Regions from separate parts of the Mus musculus genome. Here region 2 is linked to region 1. The links are chromatin contacts, called in public promoter capture Hi-C maps. All regions are on one chromosome and are shown on one strand. Each heading gives the region's core, a stretch centred on a gene start, on an enhancer-like site or on the middle of the called end of the contact. The rest is flanking DNA. Distances are from core to core; before and after follow the strand shown. Region 1 holds the start of Mfsd7a (major facilitator superfamily domain containing 7A). Region 2 holds the start of Rnf212 (ring finger protein 212).

Evidence for each region. Promoter capture Hi-C pulls out the DNA fragments that hold promoters and counts their contacts.
Region 2: a contact with region 1 is called in a promoter capture Hi-C map of stem cell-derived epiblast-like cells, with 4 times the contacts expected there. The contact joins the promoter of Rnf212 here to the promoter of Mfsd7a in region 1. A contact is called at or near these places in 8 of 39 promoter capture datasets (the 3T3-L1 cell line, 3T3-L1-derived adipocytes, cranial neural crest and 4 more) and 1 of 115 datasets of contacts at active chromatin or transcription factors (embryonic stem cells).

Annotation. Positions count from the first base shown.
Region 1 is chr5:108,447,700-108,454,091 of GRCm38.p6, forward strand. It overlaps Mfsd7a (major facilitator superfamily domain containing 7A), which reads right to left and starts at 1,401. Exons shown (of 10, transcript NM_172883.3): 1 at 1,019-1,401. The coding sequence starts at 1,165.
Region 2 is chr5:108,772,826-108,778,485 of GRCm38.p6, forward strand. It overlaps Rnf212 (ring finger protein 212), which reads right to left and starts at 2,202. Exons shown (of 12, transcript NM_001362887.1): 1 at 2,049-2,202. The coding sequence starts at 2,157. It overlaps Tmed11 (transmembrane p24 trafficking protein 11), which reads right to left. Exons shown (of 5, transcript NM_026109.2): 5 at 4,410-4,621. The coding sequence ends at 4,472.

The DNA of each region.
Region 1 (6,392 bases), core at 151-2,650:
CTAAACTTGAAGCCCACTGGTCATAATGGGGACCCAGCCGGGACCATGTCATTTCACAGTATCAGGGTAATATTCCATCTCCATTAGGACAGCAGGACATCACCCAAGTGTCCCAGGAACCTGCCTTATCTACAAAAGGAAAAACTCAAGTAGATTTCTACGTGTGTCCTCAGACAGCTACCCCAAACCAGTTATGTTTCCCAGTGTTAGAAAGGGGAACTGTGAGCCAACCCACAGCAACAAGTCTCAGCAAAGCTAGCTACCAGGAGAGAAGTTTCTGATATTGCCACAGTTAGAATACTCCAGGCTCATGACATGTATTCACACCTTTACTCAAAGCTCTTTCTTCACAACCAGCACAGCCGGGGGGAAAAAGGAAAGGCCATGCGATTCAACCTGCTGCTGGTTCGCACGGAATGCCAGTTGGCAACTGAACCCCTAGTGTGCTGGACACCTGATCGTGTCACCATCCTGGCTGGGTCTCCACTGTGACCAGTGGGCTTCATGGTCCCACATGCTCGGCACAGTCTGTGCTATATTTGTTATAATTCTTAGCTGTATGGCCCAAATGCTACCTATCCAGCTGAGTGGCCGCATGTGACCCAAAGTTCCTTTACAGGTACCGGATCCAGCACCAGAAACAGGATTGAACAGCTGATGGTAGCAGCTCCACGCTCTCTCTCCCTCCGCTCAAACTCAAGTGCTGTGTACCTGTGCCTTGGGAGGACCACTTGCAGTCCAAGTGCGCCTGATGGGATGAAGAGGGAAGGACGAAGGGTCCAGCATTTGGGGGCTAGGGATAGTTCGAGAAAACAACATGTTGCAGGGCTGAGACCCTTGAGCCTAAGACACCTGTTTCCCTGGCTGCTCCACATCGGGCAGGACAGGCATTTGCCCCTTCTTCTACAACTTGATGAGCCAGAAGAAAGGTCGTTTTTCTGTGACCGCACGAAAACAGTCTTGCTGGCGCTGAGGCTGCTACAAAGACCCCGCCCCGCCCGACCCAGCACCCTTGTACCATCGCATTGGAGCAGCTCAGGAGGCTGACCACCAGCAGAAAGACCCAGCGACGCGCATACACTCGGGGACTAGGCAACGCGTCTCCGGCGGTCCCAGATGTTTCCGGGCTGTTGCAGTCTTCCAGCCTATCCATAGTCCCGGCCATGCCAGTGTCCGCAGGCCGCCCACTTTCATACACTGCAACGCGCTGAGGCTGTAGGCAGGCTGTCCCAGGAGCAGGGCGGGGCGGAATGATCTGGTTAGTCTCCGCCCCAAAGGACAAGTTTGGTGAAAGAAGCCAGAATTACTCGGCAAGGTGGAAACTGGAGGGGAAAAATTCCCTTTTAGAGGTAACTTGGATACAAGTGTGTGTGTGGCCTGTACTAGGAACACGTTCGCAGTGGTAGGTGCGGGAAGTGGGTCTCTACTTCAGCAAAGTCTGCATTTCCTTAAAGGTCCTCCAAATTGTTGAAGTTGAGGCCAATCTGGAGGAGGAGAGCCGGAACAGTTCCAAAAGCCTCCAATCTAGGCCTGTCACTAGACTCCTCCTAGAGGAGAAAGAGGCGGGGTGGAGGACGAGGAAAGGCTGAACCTAACTACACCATCCCTGCCCGCGAGTAGATAGATAGCTTCCAGACTCTTTAATTTGCCCTTGTCGCCTGACTCTGGCCTAAAGCAGTTGACAAGAGTCATCTGACACTTGCCACTGTGTCTGGCCTGGCTGGTTCAAGAGAAGGCCAGTGTACCAAAAGCCCTATTCAGACTAGTGTGAATGAGTGACCAGCTGGTGGGGCAGAGAACAGGCTGTGCTGTGGAGGAATAGGGGGACTGGCCATACAGAGGCAGGAGGTGGCTTTCTCTCAGTGAAGAGGTTTTCTCTCCTTCAAACACATCCCGATGGTCTTGCCCTCAGGATTAACATTCCTTTTTGTTCATTTCTTGGGCTTAGGGATTTGAGTTTTGAGCAGGAGTTTCACTGTTGTAGCCTAGGCTGGCCTCAACCTACCAGCATTCCTGCTGTTTATCTTCAATATTGGATGGTACCACCTGTCAATCATACGGGTCTGAACAAGCTTATTGTGCGGTTCCAGCCTTTTGTGTGTTCTTAGTGGGGCTGTGTGCATGTCAGATGTATTTCCCCATTTGTAGGTAAAGTCCTGTCCAGTAAGGAGAAAAATGAGAAAAACCTGGTGGTGCCCTGCAAGGGCCAGTCCCCCTGAGACCCATGATAAGGCCTGTGGTCTTTGCCCTCTTTGATGCCCTTTCCTTTCATATCTATCTAACCCCTGCTTACCCTCAGGCCATAGTTCACACTCACTCTGAAGACCTAAGCCCCTATGCCCTCCTCCTATGGCCTGGAGCTGCCTTGGGGTGGGGACTTTGATGTCTTGACATTCTACCTGAGAGATTGAGAGGGCAGTTCAGACTTCTCTGTTCAGGGCCCTAGCTTTAGGTGGGAAGCTGCCTGTCACCAGCTTCCTGTTTAAGTAGTATCTAAGCCTATCACCAAATGGGACCATCACCACAGTTACCCCCTGTATTGTCACATCTCTAAATCTTTTGATCCGCCTCCATCCACTCTCTTAGGGCACTTGTGCTACGTAGGTGAGTTCAACAAAGTTATCAAGTGAAAGATCAGTACACAATCGACAGCTGCCTTCCTAAAACACTCTACCAATGTGGAAGATGTGGAAATTAAAACAAAAATTAAACAGTCATAATCTAAGTGTGGTTAAAAATAATACTCAGCAGCCAGGCTATGGTGGTGCACGCCTTTAATCCCAGCACTTGGGAGGCAGAGGTAGGTGGATCTCTGTGAGTTTGAGGACAACCTGGGCTACAGAGTGAGTTCCAGGACAGCCGGGGCTACACAGAGAAACTCTGTCTCAAAAAAAACAAAAACAAAAACAAACAAAATATATAAAATACTTAGCTATAAACAGGAATAGCACCTATATGCTAAAAATTGTACAATGCTTGTGAAAGAAACCAACAAAAACCTAGAGAAATGGACAAGTATACCTTATTCACATATTGAAAGACTCAGCATGTTAGCTAATATTAGTTTTCTCTTAATTGGCCTCTAGGGCTAACGGGACTTTTATCAAGAGGTTTTTATACACACAGATTACAAGAAAATATTTGCAAACCACACATCTAACAAAGGACTACTACATGGTGTTTTTCAAATCCAATTAAGGATATGGGCAAAACACCGAAGAGAAAAAAAAAAAAAAAAAACAGGTGGCAAATAAGGCTTAATGACTAACTTCATTAGCCACCAGAAAAAATTGAATGAAAACCACAATGAACTCTGGATCCCCATCCAGATGGAACATGCCTTTAATCTTAGCACTCAGGTGAACTTGAGTTCGAGGTCAGCCTGGTCTACACAGAGAAACCCTATCTCAAAAAACAAAAGCAAAAACAAACAAACCACAATGAGCTAATACCATATTTTTTTAGAGTGTTAAATAAAAGTACTGACAATTCTAAATGTTGAAGTCTATAGAAAACAAGTTGGCAGTTTCTTGTAAAACCAAGAATGTAGCTATGGTCTAACTCAGCCGAAGCAGTCATGAGTCTTTATCCACGAGAGAGAAAAACCTGCAGCAGCTTCATTTTGTGATCATCAAAGACAGTGTAAACACCCAGGTGTCCTTCAGTCAGTGATCAGTCGAGTAAACAGAAGTATAGGCACCATGGACTAGTTTACTCAGGAATGAAGAGCTAATACGTACAGCAACCTGGATAGGCAAAGCGAGGGGATAAAAGCAGTGGTGGTGCACACCTTTAATCCCAGCACTTGGGAGGCAGAGGCAGGCGGATTTCTGAGTTCAAGGCCAGCCTGGTCTACAGAGTGAGTTCCAGGACAGCTGGGACTATACAGAGAAACCCTGTCTCAAAAAAAAAAAAAAAAAAAAAAAAGGTTATATACTGTGTGCTTCCATTTGTAATGGTTTGCTCTGATCTGGGTGTGTTTCCCAAGTGTTATCGTGCTAGAAACTTTGCCCTCTCCACTCACTCTGGCTTCCTGTCTGCCAGTGTGATCACTCCCTCTAGTAATGCTCCCTTCTTTATTGAATTCACCAATAGGTACTCACTAGCATTGAGATGACAGCTGTGCCAAATGTTTGAACCTCCAGCATTGTGTACCAAACAAAAGCTCTTTTCTGGCAAGGTTACCCAGACTCAAGCATTTCATCACAGCAACCAAAAACAAACCAACACAATAATTATATAACTCTTTGTGTGTGTGTGTGTGTGTGTGTGTAGTGTGTAGAATCTACAATTATTTCAACACAGCAAATTTAATTGTCAGAAACTCTGTGACATAGGACCTGCATTTGTTTGCAAATGTTGACTTTTTATACTTTCCTATTTGACGTAACCATTTTGCTTAAATCTCAACAAGTTACCATCCTCACACCTTAGAGAGAACTACATGTGGGAGATGTCCTTGGCAATCACAAAAGGAAGCCTGGCATCTTCTTGCTAGTGATCTTCAGGGGCTTATCATTCAATCCCTATTCATGGTGAAGTCTATGTTCAGTGTCTCCCTCCATTTAAAGCCTACTTCTAATTTCTTCCAGCATCTCAAACCAACATTCTTAGGCCAGTTTGTCTTCCCCCAGATAGTATCTTGTCAAAAATTAAGTAATTGCTACAGTTGGAGCATGAGGCAAGGCCCCTTTTTTCTGGGAAACTATCAGGAATAATATCAGGAGCCCTGCTTGGTTATTTATTTAGTGTTCATCTGCTCTTCCCAGAGAGCGTTGAGGATGTTGAGGGCCAGGGCCTCCATCTGTCTATTCCAAATGTTTGGGTAATGACTGACTGGCTGTATCTTAGAAAAACAAGGGTGGAGGAAAGACCAACCCTTCAGCTGTGGGGCACTCCTCCACCCAGGCTGTCAGGCACCCACAAACAGCTGTGTAGAGCCTCCCAGAACTATTTGGTTCCAACAGCATGCCTCCCTCCTGTATCTATCCAGTGACTCACCTGTGCCTCACTAATCTAATCAGGACTCACCTGCTTGAAAACCACACATGATGCCCACCCCCTGCAGGGACCATGTCAGCATATCAGGATCCAGGCTCTCAGGTACCTCAAACTGATAGACTGTGACACCAACCTCATGGCCATGGAAGGCATCCATTGCTAGAATGTGAGCCTTTCTGTTTCCTTTTCAAGAGAGGTCTCTGGCCACTGTTATGTGGGCTCTTCCTATAGTAAGGCCCCCAGATGTCCATCCACTTCTTCCCTTTCCCATCAAGCCCCCAAATTCTTAGAAGCTCCAAAATGGAAGCCAGAAAGTGTCTGTAGCCCACCACAGAACTGCATGGCTCCGAACCTATTAGTCTCTTAAGTGAAATCTTGGGCTGGAGAAGTGGGTCAGAGGTTAAGAGTACTGGCTGCTCTTCCAGAGGTCCTGAGTTCAATTTCCAGCAATGTCATGGTGGCTCACAACCACCTATAATGAGATCTGGTGCCCTCTTCTGGTCTGCAGACACACATTCAGACAGACTGCTGTATACATAATAAATATATCTTTTTGAAAAAAAATTTTTTTTAAAAAGTGAAGTCTTTGGTTTTCTCATTTGTATGTGTAGTATTAGGAACTTTCTGCTTAAGTGTGCTGTGAGATAGTATTGGGTTATCTGTGTGTGCTAATGAGGGTTGAACACAGATCTTTGTACAGACCATGCTAATCTCTCTACTATGTAGGCATACCATCAGCTTCTGTAATGAAATCTGATATTTACATTGTGCATTTATCTTAGACGGAAACTGGTATTTAGTTTGTGTTAATGTATCACATCCTTGCATAACATTTAGGTTTTCGTATATAATGTCAGATGGGTCTGTCCTTTGTGCATATAGAAATGATTATCTGCTTTTCTGCTTTCATGTGTTTAGGGGCTTCTAGTTTTCAAGAATTTGCAGATATAAAGTGTGTCTCTTTAGGGGTTGGAAAGACAGCTCTGCAGTTAAGAGCACATGTTGCTCTTGCACAGGGCTCTAGTTTGGTATATAGCATTTTCATGGTGGCTTACACTATTTCAGTTTCAGGGTATACAATGCCTCCTTCTTATGACTTTACCGACACCAGGCATGCATATGGTGCACATATATACATACAGTCAAAACACTCTTACACATAAAATAAATAAGATCATAATTTCTAATTATTTAAAAAGAGCATCTGATGTGGTGTCAAATGAGCACATGTAAAATAAGAAACTTGGAGGGTCTGGGTCTTAACCGTTCATAAGCCCAGCTAGTTGCCAGAGTTTCACACATGTGAAGGATAGGGAACGCAAGAGTCCTAGGTACAAACAAAACATTTGGTACTCAAGGCAAAAACAGCTGATTTTGTAATGGTTCCTCAG
Region 2 (5,660 bases), core at 952-3,451, 330 kb after region 1:
AAATTGGCTCATCTTTGGTAAAGACATTTGCTACTAAGTATGATGACATGAGTTCAATCTATGTAACCCATATGGTGGAGGGAGAGAAACAACTCCTACAGACAGTCCTTTGACATCCCCCACAGTGTGTGTGTGTGTGTGTGTGTGTGTGTGTGTGTGTGAGAGAGAGAGAGAGAGAGAGAGAGAGAAATTGCCATCAAGAGCCAGAGAGATGACTCAGCAGTTAAGAACTAGTTGTTCTTTTAGAGGACCTGAGTTCAACTCTCAGGATCCATATGGTAGCTCACAACCTTCTGTATCTCCAATCCTAGGAGAGTCAATGACCTTGCGGATACCTGGCACAAACATGGTGTACAAACATACATGGAAGCAAAACACCCATATGTATAAAAATAAGGAAAGATTTAAGAAATTTGTGTTACCTGAAAAAGTCTGGAAGATACACCAGAGTTTAGCAAGACTGTATGAACATGGATCTAACATGAGCTAAGTTAAGATTCTGTCTAGAACTCCCTATCCTTTTCCTCTGACTTCTTTTGTGTGTCTCTGGTGTTGACATACTTTCTACATGCAGTAACTGTGGTTTTGGAAGAATAACTTCAGGGTACTGGAACCTATGTTGACCTCATGATTCAAGGACCAGAAACACCTGGCTGTGTACCACCCAAAGCCTCAAACTAGTCACACAGAACAGTGTTGGGGGCTTTGTAATTTACAACCATGAAGGTATATATCTTTACTATTCTAACTTTAGGTTATTTTAAGTCATTGGTGACTTCTACCACTGACCCAGTAGATATTTTCAAACACCAATTCTTTGACCTTAGGGGAAAATCTAGGTCATCAAGACCTTTACTTCCTTCTTAATCCAACATCTTTCTTCTGTCTCCTTGCCACCTATAAAATACATTTCCCAAGGAGGTAGTATTTTCCAATTGCCTAATCATTTGGCATTTACTTACATGCTACTGATTCACCATTAATATTCCTGACTCTTTTGAATTCCAGATTTCCCATTCAGGACTACCTCCTGTTTCTTCTCTAGAGAGCTCAAACAAAACAGGGTCTAAGGTGTCAATTCTCAACCTGTGGGTAGTGACCCCTCTGGGGTTACCTAAGACCATATGAAAACACAGATATTTACATTATGGTTCATTGCAGGACTCTAACCCTGAAATAGCAACAAAAATAATTTTATGGTTGGGGATTACAACATGAGGAACTGTATTAAAGGGCTGTAGCATTAGGAAGATTTAAAACTACTGGTCTAAAATGAGCTTACCAGTTTACCCTGGCTGATCTCTGTTCCAGCATCCACCAGCAAAAGAGTTCAGCTCCTTGCTTCCTTGAATTAAGCCCATTTCACCTACCTCTTCTTTCCCAAACCACTTCCTCTTAGAGTATACACCAGAAACCCAGACATTCTACCCCTGGTTGCACACGTGTACCTACACTCAACAAATACATAGCCAGAGTTTTCATAGTAGCAGCATTTGCTACTTACAAATCTGGAAACCACTTATGTTAGCTCAACTAATGAATGAATAAGTTGGCGTGTGATCACACAGTAGAGTTCCATATAAATGTGGCACCTACGTGTACAAAGGTCATACTAAATAATATACATAAAGTCCTAGAGAATTAAGATAAGGCTGGACAACAAAATGAAACCGCAGTCTACAAGAATTTTCCGAGGGCTGGTGGTGTACCTGTCCCTTTACTCGCCAAATTAAATAGGTCGGTCACTTCCCACTGCTTTGTACGCATGCGGCCCCCGGCTCTCTCCCCCCACCCCCCAGGCTTTACTTCAACAACAATATTCACATCTGGTTAACTGACTGCTGCAAACTAGCTTCCCACCAGATGCGAAATATGCAGCTGGCTTTCTGGAGTTCCTGCTTCGTCTCCCTGCAGGGGTTTGGTGGTCATGGAGTTGCACAGACCCACTGAGGTCCCTCGCCTCTGTCCCACCCACGGGAGTGAAGCCACGCTGTGAGCCCGGCCAGCGAGCCTTTTTGGCCCATTTCGCCCGCCCGGAATACGCGGACCTTTGAGGAGGCAGGAGTGGCAGTACACGTGCCCGCAGCTGGTCAGGCTGAAGGACGACTTCCTGTGCGGCGACTGGAAACAGCGATTACAGAACACCCAGCTGGCCATGACCGAGGACCCACGTGAGACTCGCGCGAGGCCAGCGAGGCCACTGAAGTAGGAACGCACGGCTCAGCTTAGAAAGGCAGCTCTGCGCCTGCGTTCATTCCAGCGCATGCGTACAAGGCCGCGCCTTCCCGCCCAAACCGATACAGAACCAATCCTGTGGGGAAGCCAGGGCCAAAAGTACGGAGGCAAAGAAAGGCCGTCGTCTTGGTGGCGGAGGAAAGCTTGGCGATGTGGGGCAAGGACAGTGGCTTGTTGCCCACCACGAAGAAGTTTGTTGCTAAGGAAGCTGGGTGAAGCTGGGTTAGGGTAGTGGATATTGAGGGAGTCTGGTTGGATCAGGCCTCACGGTAGAGACAGGCCCAGGGACATTTGTACACACCATAATGGAGAGGAGAGAAAACCGGGGAACCACAAAAATCAAGAAGAACCATAGGTTCCTAGCAGGGTAGGAGGAAAGGACCACCAGGAGGATGGAGGTGGGCTAGGGGAACTAGAAGTACCCAGGGAACAATGAATGCTTGGGAGGGATTGCATTTGGACATGGGACAGAAGTGTGTCAGAGCAGGACAGAGATTCCTGGTTGTTACTATGTTCACAAGAAAGGGTTTACTTTAGGGAGGGTCATTCTCCCCCCACCCCCCATTTAAAACAACAGATAGTGGAAGGGGCTAATTTTTGGTGATAATTTTATTTCAAAATTAAAATTACTTTAATAGTTGTGTTTCTTACATAATTTTGGATATCTTTTCTCCCTTCTTCGTAAGTGTGCATGGATATGTAGAGGTTGTGTGAGAAAATTCCTGGGCTATTTACTTGTATGGAGAAAAGTTTACTGTCTTTCAAGGAATTAGGAAAAAGTAGAGATTCAGGTGAATGTTTCTTAATGAAATAATTTGAGGAAAGGATGTATTTGATCTGTGCAGTACTGCAGTTGTGCGTTTCATCAGGCCCTTAAAAAATTAGAGGTCCAAATTATGCTGTGGGCATAGCATAGAACCCAGGTTTACAAACTTAGTATGACTAATAAGATACAAAATATCTTCTTTTTATTGAGTGTACATTAAAGTTAGTTTTGTTTCTTTGTGTTGTACTGTCATGTTTATGAGAAAGGGTCTCTGAAGTGGTTTGAGTAAGAATAGTCTCCATAGGCTCATATATTTAAATGCTTAGTCAAGAGGGAGTGGCACTATTTGAAAGGATTATAAGAATTAGGAGGTGTGTGGACACCTCTACCACTTTCAAAAGCCCATGTCAGATCCAGTTCCCCCACCCTTCCAACCCCCACCCCTACCTCCGCCCCACCTATGGATCAAGATATAACTCTCAGCTACTGCTCCTGCCTGCATGCCGCCATGCTCCCCAACATGATGATAATAGATTAAACCTATGTACACAAACTCCCAATTAAATGTGTTCTTTTATAAGAGTTGCCTTGTTCATGGTCTCTTCACATCAATAGAACAGTGACTAACACAGTCTGCTGTCAGTCTGGTCTCTACTTGGGGGCTCTAGGGATCCTCCTGCTTCAGCTTCCTTAGGAGTAGCAGTAGAGGCCCATGTCACATGCTCTGCCTGATAGTATTTTGATATGTCACATTAACTATATAATATATGCCATACATTTATATTTATATATATATTCCTTGTCCCCACCCCCTTTTTGGGGAAAGGTCTTTTGTGTAGTCCTGGAAGTTCTGAAACTTACTCTGTAGACTCACCTGGCCTTGAAATCAGAGATCCACCTGTCTCTGCCTCCCAAGTGATGGGATTATAGGCATTGCCAGCAGCACCACCGCCACCTGGCTCCACAAGGGTTGAAATTGTTACCTTTTGTAAGATCCTTTTTTTTTTTTTCAATATTAAAGGCAGATTTATTGGGAAGCTGGGAAGCTGTTCACTGGCCCCAAGGACTGAGGCCAGGGAAGTTGTCATGGGGATAAGGGGGCAAGGGGAAGAGAAAAAGAGAAGGACCCACTTGCAGAAAGAGAGATAGAGATAGATAGAGAGAGAGAGATAAAGAATATATGTAAAATCCTTTTTAAATGTGTGATGTGACCAAATAACTTCAAATTGCATCTGTAGCTTATTGGTTGTTGCTGATTTATATCAAGTTTAACTTAAAGTGATATGTTTATTTTTACCACATCCAAAAACTACATTATTAAAGTAACATTAAAAAAACCCAGGAATTCCATTTTATAATGTTAACTTCAATATCTAATATCTTTTAAATAAGAAAATAACACATTTATACACGTATTTTGGTTTATTAACTCAAATATTGTACAAGTTATTTGCTTTCACTTACAGTATTTTAAACAAGCTTCTTAGCTATGAAGAAATCTTTAAGGTGTTTCATTTGAAAAATTCCAACTGAGATAAAGATCAATATTTGTGCAAAAGCCCACCATAAAACATTTCTATTGGTATCTTCACTGGTTATACGGAAATTTTCTTCACGGTCCTATTCAGAAAAGGGATAAAAAGTTTAAGTTTCTTAAAGTACTTTGTGTGTGATTTTTGAGGTGAAGATTCCCGAATGTGTTCTTGGTATTTAATTTTATCCATTTGCTATAAAAAGTAGAATATCATTTTCTAAGATGCAATATATTATTTAGCCAATTGTAAGACAATTTAACTAAATATATTCTTTTATTTTGGTGTCCATTGCAGGAATTTGATCTATTACTTTTTATAGTTTTTACCATCAAGGAAAATGAGCTCTATGCCACACACACTTGCCTTATTGAATTACCACACCTCATCATTTTTCAGATAAAGAAACTAAGACTTGGTTATGGCAAAGTAAGTGAGTGGATTTGTATCCATATCTGGCTAGCATCTAGTGAGCACAGAGACTCAGAAAACACTTGATGTCATAAGATTGAAACTGTGAGCCTGATAAGTGGATATTAGCCCAGAAACCTAGAATACCCAAGATACAATTTTCAAAACACACAAAATCAAGAAGAAGGAAGACCAACGTGTGGATACTTCATTCCTCCCTAGAATAGGGAATAAAATATCCATGGAAGGAGTTGCAGAGACAAAGTTTGGAGCTAAGATGAAAGGATGGACCATCCAGAGACCGCCCCACCCGGGGATCCATCCCATAATCAGCCACCAAATGCAGACACTATTGCATACGCCAGCAAGATTTTGCTGAAAGGACCCTGATATAGCTGTCTCCTGTGAGGCTTTGCCAGTGCCTGGCAAATACAGAAGTGGATGCTCACAGTCACTTATAGGATGGAACACAGGGCCCCCTGGAGGAGCTAGAGAAAGTACCCAAGGAGCTGAAGGGGTCTGCAACCCTATAGGTGGAACAACAATAAGAACTAACCAGTACCCCTAGAGCTCATGTCTCTAGCTGCATATGTAGCAGAAGATGGCCTAGTCGGCCATCATTGGGAAGAGAGGCCCCTTGGTCTAGCAAACTTTATATGCCCCAGTACAGGGGAACTCCAGGACCAAGAAGTGGGAGTGGGTGGGTAGGGGAGCGG